2 separate regions of the Zea mays genome follow, and region 2 is linked to region 1. A link is a contact called in public Hi-C data. All regions are on one chromosome and are shown on one strand. The core of a region is the stretch at or near the end of the contact, and the rest is flanking DNA. Distances in the headings are between cores, read along the strand shown.

Region 1 (4,352 bases), core at 950-3,449:
AACAGTCATTTACAAGCACATAAGTGAAACTATTACCTTGTGGAACGCGAAGGCCATTCACACGTTCTAAAGCATCTCGTAATACATTAGCATCATGAGTTGTTCCCTCCCAACCAGCCAACACATAAGTGAAGCGTAGATCTAAATCTACAGCCGCCATTACATTTTGAGTCGCATAGGACTTCCTACCACGAAAGGCATGCTCCATATCTCTAGGAACAGTGGCTCTTACATGTGTACCATCAATAGCTCCAATACAATCCTAGTTTAAGGGCCATACAAGCATGAAACATTAGGGGCCGTATGTGCAACATGAATATAGACCTGAAAATAAAATAGTGATGAGTTTCACACCTTAAAGTACGGATCCCATCTGTAGTTCCTTGATATTTTGGTTGGAGTTCCAATGAAGGTGGCCTAATTAGTTCCCCCCGTAGCTCACCAATTGCACGAAGAACTTTACTGAAACAACGACTAACTGTTTCCCCAGATCTACCAAAATTCGTGCCAATCAACCTATTTCTAAGGTTATGCCCAATTGTATTTAGAAACATGGCCACTTGTTGGTCAACACACATATGGATAGTGTCCTAAAGTAAACCACGCTCTCTAAAATGTTTAGTTAGGTGAAAGAAACAAGCCCTTTTCATTCTAATCATGTTTATACATGTTGTGTCATCCCTCCAAATCTTTGTGTTGAGATATTCAATTATAACTCTATCCCTTTCATGCATTGGTGCATAGGTAATCCCTATCCTCCTTGCATTTCGTTTTCTTTTTCTAGAATGAATAATCATAGCCATCATTGACAGTAACTTATGTGCATCAGCAACACAAACTATAACCTTGGTCTTCTTATCCATCTACATGTAAGCATCAAATCCAAAAAGACAACAATCATGTAGAATTGATATATAGGTGTACAATCAAGTGTTCATGCAAACAAAATATAAAGGAACTAATAGCAATTACGATCTGCATATTAATACATTATGATCTACATACACTATTTGCATAGAATTATTTACATTACTCAAGTCTAAAAACAATTCAGTAGCGCAAGAAACACAAATTGACAAGAACTGTCGTACATTTGTAAGTCAAGAACCATAAACGATGAGTATGCCGTAGATTTGTAAGTCAAGAACTGATGCTAAGTTCACTAATAAGGAGATTAATTTATAATAGCAATAGCTTGTGGATGAGTATGTCGTAGATTTGATAAAAAAATAAAGGATGCTACACCACCGACACGGCTACACCAGGCACCAGCTACATGGCTAAACAATAAGAACTGCTGTACAAGTTGACAAGAACTTTTCCTTGATGCTGGCCGGCTGTAGCATGGCTCTCTCCCTCTCTCACCTACACGACTACACCAAGCATCAGGCATCAGAAAGGGGTCGGAGAGCTGTTGTCCATGGAGCCTGATCCTGATGCGTCTGCTGGTCACGAGCCTGTGGGGGAAGAGCTCGCCGCGCCGGGCTCACCACGCGGAAGAGAGCAGAGGGGAAGAAGAGAGCAGAGTGGAAAGGAACTCACCGCGCCTGGCTCTTAAGAGCTCGCCGGCTAGCGGGATAAAGGAGGAAAATGAGAGCAGAGGATAGGCGACTCACCGCACCCTGCTGAGCAGCTCGCCGGTCAGCAGGATTGGAGGAAGAGGAGAGCATAGGGGAAGAGGAGAGTAGAGGGGAAAGAGGACTCACCGCGCTGAGGAGCTCGCCGGCCAGCGGGATGAAGGAGGCGGCGCTAGATCTGATGTGGATGAGAAGGGCTCGTGAGGTGCCTTGTCCCGAGAAGAACGATATTATCCGTCTGATTCAGAGGGACGAACATGGACAATATTCTAGTGATAATATTTTTGTAGGGACGGTCTCATCTGAACCTTGACTCCCAACCAAACAGTCTAGTGTGTGGGATCGTCCTGTTCCATCCCGTCCTGACTCGCAACCAAACACATCCTTAATACGCGGCCGGATTTACCCTTAAATCCTGATGTGACGTCTCTGTTTGTGTTTTTCTGAAAAATGCTATATATTTATTTCATCTTCGTGGTTAAGGAATTTTCAATCTTGTGTAAGGGCGAGTTAAGGTTGTGTGCTTTGTTACCTCTGTTTGTTCTCGAAAGCCTGCAAAGACATGGACAGCTCATGCGGTCATGCCTCTTCTCTTCCGTGGCTCTGTGGTCCGTAGTCAGCGCCAGACGCCCAGAGCCCCCGACAAGCACCGGACACTCGCTCGCGAATAGCCTTGGCGGGCCTTTAAAAGGGCGTCCCCGCAAATACGCCACCCCACACGGATCGAAAACGAATTACCCTCGGTGCCCTCCCTCTCGGCGGCGGCGCAAGTCCCCTTCATCTCCGGCGCGGTGAGCTCCCCTTCTTCGTACCCCAGATTCTTACTTCCTTTCCCGGCGCCTGACCCTACACCGCTACGCGCCTGCTCGCGTTTTGGGAAAAAAAACTTACCCTTTCGGTTGCCTTGGCCATTCGGATCTGGCTCCCCCTCGGCGCCGGCGCGCTGGGTTGGCACGGCGAATCTATGTGTCGGTGTCGATGGTGTGCAAGGCGAGCGTGTTAGGTCGCCGTGCAGATAGCTTGGTTTGGCGGAGGATACGGCGGCCGTCTCTGCTTTTGGTTCCTGGGTTGGATCAAGGGACGCAAGGGTCGTCTGCCAATCTGCCATGGAGTTGGGAATGGTAATACTGATCCAATCCGCGGCAAACAGTTCTGGTGTGTTATTGTTATGCACCGGTATATGTTGGCCTGCGATGCAACAAGGATGCTGGTGGCGAAAAAGAAATGGTGGCTGTTGCAGGGAAAATACCGACTAGTCAAATGTATATGCAAAGAGATTTCTTTTGGCGTGTAACAATGTCCTGTACTCAGTTTTTGTGGTCTGATTAGGGATCCAAAGTCAGCAGGGATGGGCTAGAATGCAAATAGGGTATTTTGAATCAACTGCACTGAGATTGCAGTTGATCCTGATGTTAATAAACTGGATTGGGGGTTCTGGCTGCACTTGACTGTTGCCTCTAGAGTTTAGATGGCGCATAGGCAGTTTCTGGTCTACCATGTTTTCATGTTGATGAGGGTTTGCATTGTTCATATTCATCATTTGGATGCAATTCTGCTCCTTAATCTGGGACCAGGGTGCTTCTAACCTAACACAAGTTTGTCTGATGAGTGTAGTCTTCTTGCTTACTAGGTGTTTGTTTCATGATGTACATAAGCACATCACATATCCTGAATGTAGCAATAGGAAAAATGTACATTTACTGTTGTTCTGTGTACTTCACTTCTCAGTATTTCTGTGTTCATCCAAAACCTGAATGGATTGAGGGTTCTATGCTTTGCATAACATAGGAAATTAACTGCTAGACATGGTTTTAAGGGCATGGCTGTGTTGTATTACCTTCCTAGGTTGGGTTGGGAATCAGGTTGCATTTAAAACTACGTCCAAATGATGCATGCTCTAAACCTATATTCTTGTGACATTTTTTTCTCGAAAAGCGCAGGAGAACTGCACTCCAATATATTATAGCAGAAGGGAAGGGGAAAAGAACCCCGGATACAAGGCACCCTTACAGAAGGGAAGGGAGGCCACACAGAAGCATACATAAAACAATCCATAAGGAAAGGATAAGCCACACACACCCTATGAAGATCTGAATCTGACCCTAAGAAGTGGAGAGCGGGGCAGCCAGGAAGGATAATCCCTTGGCACCAGCCACTTGCCACTTCTCCCTCTCCTCATGTGCAGTCTGTAGGAGAAGAGAGAGGTTAGGAGCCACTCCATCAAAAAACCACTCTATTTCTATGGGTCCAGATCAACCACGCTCCAAGAGAGAGAGGAGGTAATCCAACCCTTTCTTCCTCAAACCCGTGACCTGATCTGAAGCCCTTTCTCACCAGCCCAAAAAACTGATATCTCCTTGTTGAGGTGCTAAACTGTGCAGGCCAAAAAACCTTAAGACGATGTACCAAAAGACTCTAGAGAAAACGCAGGATACCAGCATATGATGATAGTTTTGAAGTCTTGATCAAAGAGAGGGCATCTGACTGGATGATTCATGCCTCTTTTTGCAAGACGGTCTGTAGTCCAACATTTATTTTGAGCTACCAGCCACAAGAAGAACCGACATTTAGAGGGAGCCCAAGACCTCCATATCTGCTTGTGGTGAGCAAAAACACAAGTCATAGAATAGACCACTATAAGCAACTTTCGCAGAGTATTTGCCATTAGGTGCAATAGAGAAAATATGTTTATCCTCAATATCTGGCTGCAAAAATAGAACTGAGAGAGCATTCCAGAGGTGCAGATAGTCCGCTAAGGCTCCCACCGTTAGAGCA
Region 2 (4,352 bases), core at 969-3,468, 770 kb before region 1:
TCTATCTATGCTGATGATGTGGTCCTTTTTGTTAAACCCATTGAGGACGATCTGAAATGTGTTGGCTTGGTTTGAGTATCCCCGTGCAGCAGCAAGTTAGACAATTTTTTAAATCTTCGGTGGTCTCTGTTGTTGGGAATGAGACCAATACTTTTTTCTGGTCGGACAGATGGTTGAATGGGCAGAGGATACATGATTTTGGCCCTGAAGTTGTAAGTATGGTGAGTAGCAGGCCATTTAATTCGAGAACTGTTGCTCAGGCGTTGCATAATTGGCAATGGGTTTGCGATATCGTGAATCATTTATCTTTGATTGGTCTACAGCAATATTTGCAGCTGTGGGATGCTTTAAGTGGAGTGGTGCTTAATCAGGAGGAGGACAGACATGTGTGGGTGCACTCGAGCTCTGGAGTATTGTCCTCAAAATCTTGTTATTCGGCGTTGTTTATGGGAGCTATTTCTTTCCAGCCATGGAAATGGGTGTGGAAGTCGTGGGCACCCCCCAAATGCAAATTTTTTGTTTGGCTGGTAATAAGGAATAAATGTTGGACTGCGGATAGACTTCAGAGGAAAGGACTACCGCACCCGGTGGTTTATCCATTATGTGATCAAGAGCAGGAAACTATCTTGCACCTCTTGTGCTCTTGCAGTTTTGCTAGACAATTTTGGCATGTTATATTTTCAGCTTTGAGGTTGGGACATCTTACGCCTACTAGAGAGGCGGGCTCTTTTGTGGATTGGTGGGACAAGGTGCAAAGGAGAGTCCCCAAGCAAATCAGAAAAGGTATTCATAGTCTCATTATCCTAGGGGCCTGGTGTTTATGGCTGCATCGCAATAAGGCGGTATTTGATGGTGTCAACCCTTCATTGAGCACCATTCAGAGGCTTTTCTTGAATGAGGTGGAGTGCTGGTGTATGGCTGGTGCGAAGCAGCTCGAGAGTCTCGGACTTCTGGCTGCATTTGCTAGGGTCAGGGCTATTCCTAGTGCATGAGGTTGTACTGTTTTTCCTTTTTTATTTTTTGCCTGTTATGGCATTGTACTTTGGTCCATTTCGGACCTTTCTCTCTTTCAATATAATGATGCGTAGTTCTCCTGCGAGAAAAAAAAAGTAATGACACATCCTTACGTAGCTAGGGTTCTATAGGATGCCGACAGTGCAACAGATTGTCATTTGCACTACGCCACTGCAACCTCTATCACATGTTATTGATAGATCAAAATGACACAAAAGAATTGCTCAAGGGTCAAGGATTGCTATTGCAAGAGCTTCAATTACACAAGACTTACTCCATTGCAGGCACTAGAATATAATCAACATATCAAACCAGCAAGACCACTACTGCATTCCTTCGAATATTTGTCAAGCTCTGCAGGCAAGCAAATAAAAAAAAACACAGTGAAGCACCAGAAATCTAACCAGTATATGATCCTCCCGTCGAGGTCAAGAATGTGGACGGACTGCCCCATTGACTGAAGCACCCTGGAGTACTGCCTCTCCGGCAGCCTAGCGCTGGTGCTAGCGTCTCCAGCGCCTGCGCGGCCCTCCCGCTGCAGCGGTGATGAGTGCGGGAAAGACGCCGACCCACGGGCCCACGCGCGCTGCCCGCCCTCAAACCCCCCGGACAGCCGCCTACCTGGCGCCCCCGCCTTCGCCTTGGCCGGCGGTGGCGGCGGCACCGGCACGCCGCGCCGCGGCGAGACGGATTGCGAGCGCCGACGCTCCCCAGCGCCGGGTATTAGCTTAGACATCTCCTGCTTGAGCTGCGCCTGCCCAACCTCCAGTTCCCGGATCTTCTTCAGGAGTTCCTCCCCGCTGGAGTCCATCCTTGCCGCGGCAGAGGCTGGCTTCCTCAAAACCACCGAGGCCGCCTCGTCCTCAAACCACCGGCATCACCGACTTCCACGAGCGCCCTAGAGCTGACTCCGCCGCCGCCGCGTCCCCTCTCGCCTTCTCAGGGACGGCCCCTACGAGCTCGGAAGGCCGCTCCTTTCTCCGCTCCCGAGGCAGATTCGACGCAAACGGAGCAAAAGCTCGGAGCCTCCCGGTTCTCTGAGATCTCCAGCAGCGATCCCCCCGGGCAGAAACCGGCTAAATCGATGAAAACTACAATCTTTTCTGGGGAGCAGTCTTGCCTGTGCGTGGAAGAGGAGCAAATTGCTGTGGAATCTGTCTCGCTCACCGGTCACACACACGCATCCAGATGGAGATTGAATAAAATACAATAGTAGTAATAATAATGGCAATAAAAAACTGCCGGGGCTGCTTGCTGGTCTCCTGGTGGCATTTTATGCATCTGGTCTTAGTTTTTGTTTGATATTTTGTAGCCTTCTCAAAAAGTATTTTATGCCCATTTTTTCTGTTTCGGCAATTTTCAATTTCTTTTGTATATTTTCTTGGGTGTTGTGTTGATCCACACAGCGCCTGTCCCTGTCCCTATCCATCTAACTTGCTGCCAGTGCCAACCTGTGTTGTCATCCTTGACGAGAAAAAATGTTGGCAACTGGGAAATTGGTTGCTGCTATCACTGCAATTTTCGGATAGGCTCGGGATTATTTCTTGGCTTTTAACTGTCTAGATCTATACTATATTATGCTTGCCAGTTCTGTTTTGGTGCTCATTTATATGATTTGCTTTTGTTGCGTGTGGTGTGTAGGGTCCTTTTGTGGGTGCCTATACCACTCAACTGTCCCGGAACGGCATGCTTGCATGCCACAATTTTGGTCAGCTTTTTTCACATGTGTCTGTTATTAGTGTGACCTTTTTTTTCTTTTTCCCGTCTCAAAATATAAATTTTGGATAAAAATGGTAAATATGTATATAAAGATATAATTATTATACTTCAAACGAAGAGAACGTAAAAAGATACAACTAGAGTCTGGTAGTTCTATTTTTAGGTGTCTACTTGATTTAAATAAATTTTATACTTTAGAAGTGCATACTTTTGACCAAAACATCTAGTCATGTCCATATGCATTCGTTTGAGCCTTTAATTAAGCTAACTTTAAAAATAAATAGAAAGAGAGTATGATCCTAATATGATTTAATTCTTAAATTTTATAGTATAAAATTTAGAGTCCGTTAGAGTATGATCCTAAGCATGATGTAGAAGAAAAAGAAGATGTGCTAAATTTCTGGTTAGCCACCTTTTTTGGACTCTAGACATGTATTTAAATAAGGTCTTGTTCAATTATTTCCACCTCACATGGATTAGATATAATTGAAATTAGGAGGATTTTGACTTGTTTAGAATTTAATCTCACTCAATTTACTTTAATCCACATGAATTAAGTATAAAACAAACAGGCCCTAAGGGTGAATCAACACTCGAATTATTCGAGCCGCAGCTCAGACATGCCTCGTATAACTTTATTTGCTCTAGTTTTAAATAGTTAAAATAAAAAAGAGTGAAATTTAAAGCCAGTTGTGGTCTGGAAGCCTTGCCTGGTCTAGGTAGCTCCATCCGTGAGCTAACATAATAGTCGGTCAGATTACACTGCTTCATAAAGTATGGAGTGAAAAGGAACATGAAAAAATGAAAAGAGAACGATAAAAATACTACATAGCTAGTAACTGTGTACCTTTCGACAAGCAGGCTTTCTGCGAGGTTTCTATTTGAGCCCCTTGGTTTGGTTTTTATTTATATAGTGTTTTTTCTATGATTACAGTTACAATAGTTTAAACAGCTGGCTTTAGGCTGGGAGAGCTTTACTTCAAAATTTTCAAATCTATTTCAGCTTCTATCCAAACAGGTACAGCTCCACGAGCTCTAGTTTCAAAAAACTGAAACTAGAGGTCAATTTCATGAAACTTTTGAAGCTCCTCAAAGGGTGCTTCGAAAACACTGTTTTCATACATCCTCATGATAATTGCACAAAAATTGCCCACCATGTCATTGGTTACATGACCTACCGATTTAGGTATCTTTCTCCACCTACTAATCATCAAGGGTAATTAAGAAAAATCACACAAATTAATTGTATTATGGAAGCTAGAGTAGTCTATGTACATGCCAAACACTCTTGAATCTCGCCTTACCAATCTGTTGAAGTTGTTTCATTGTGAAGCTGTAAAATTGTCGGCGTTTCGACCTCGGGGGGTCCATGGACCGACGAGTAAATTGTCGCCGCGTGCCCCAGCCCAGATGGGTCGGCGCGAGACGGAGCGCGAAGGGGGGAGAAAGCCGGAGGGAGGCTGGCGTAAAAGGAGAAACCCGGGGCCTTCGTGTTTGTCCCGCGCCCAGGTCGGGTGCGCTTGCAGTAGGGGGTTACAAGCGTCCGCGCGGGAGGGAGCGAGAGGCCTATGCGCGCGCCGTCCCGTCCTTCCCCGCGCGGCCAACCCTCTGTAAGAGGG

The links. A called contact is a pair of places that touch in the nucleus more often than the background predicts.
Region 2: a Hi-C map of tassel shows a contact between it and region 1, with 4 times the contacts expected there. The contact joins the promoter of LOC100501094 here to the promoter of LOC109939366 in region 1. A contact is called at or near these places in 4 of 25 Hi-C or Micro-C datasets (ear, endosperm, leaf and 1 more).

Annotation. Positions count from the first base shown.
Region 1 is chr1:150,715,462-150,719,813 of Zm-B73-REFERENCE-NAM-5.0, reverse strand. It overlaps LOC109939366, which reads right to left and starts at 2,199. Exons shown (of 3, transcript XM_020546485.2): 1 at 2,110-2,199. The coding sequence starts at 2,141. It overlaps LOC100273814, which reads left to right and starts at 2,004. Exons shown (of 2, transcript XM_020546492.3): 1 at 2,004-2,368. The coding sequence starts at 2,028.
Region 2 is chr1:151,487,512-151,491,863 of Zm-B73-REFERENCE-NAM-5.0, reverse strand. LOC100501094 (protein kinase domain superfamily protein) reads right to left here and starts at 2,218. Exons shown (of 13, transcript NM_001195915.1): 1 at 1,419-2,218. The coding sequence starts at 1,825.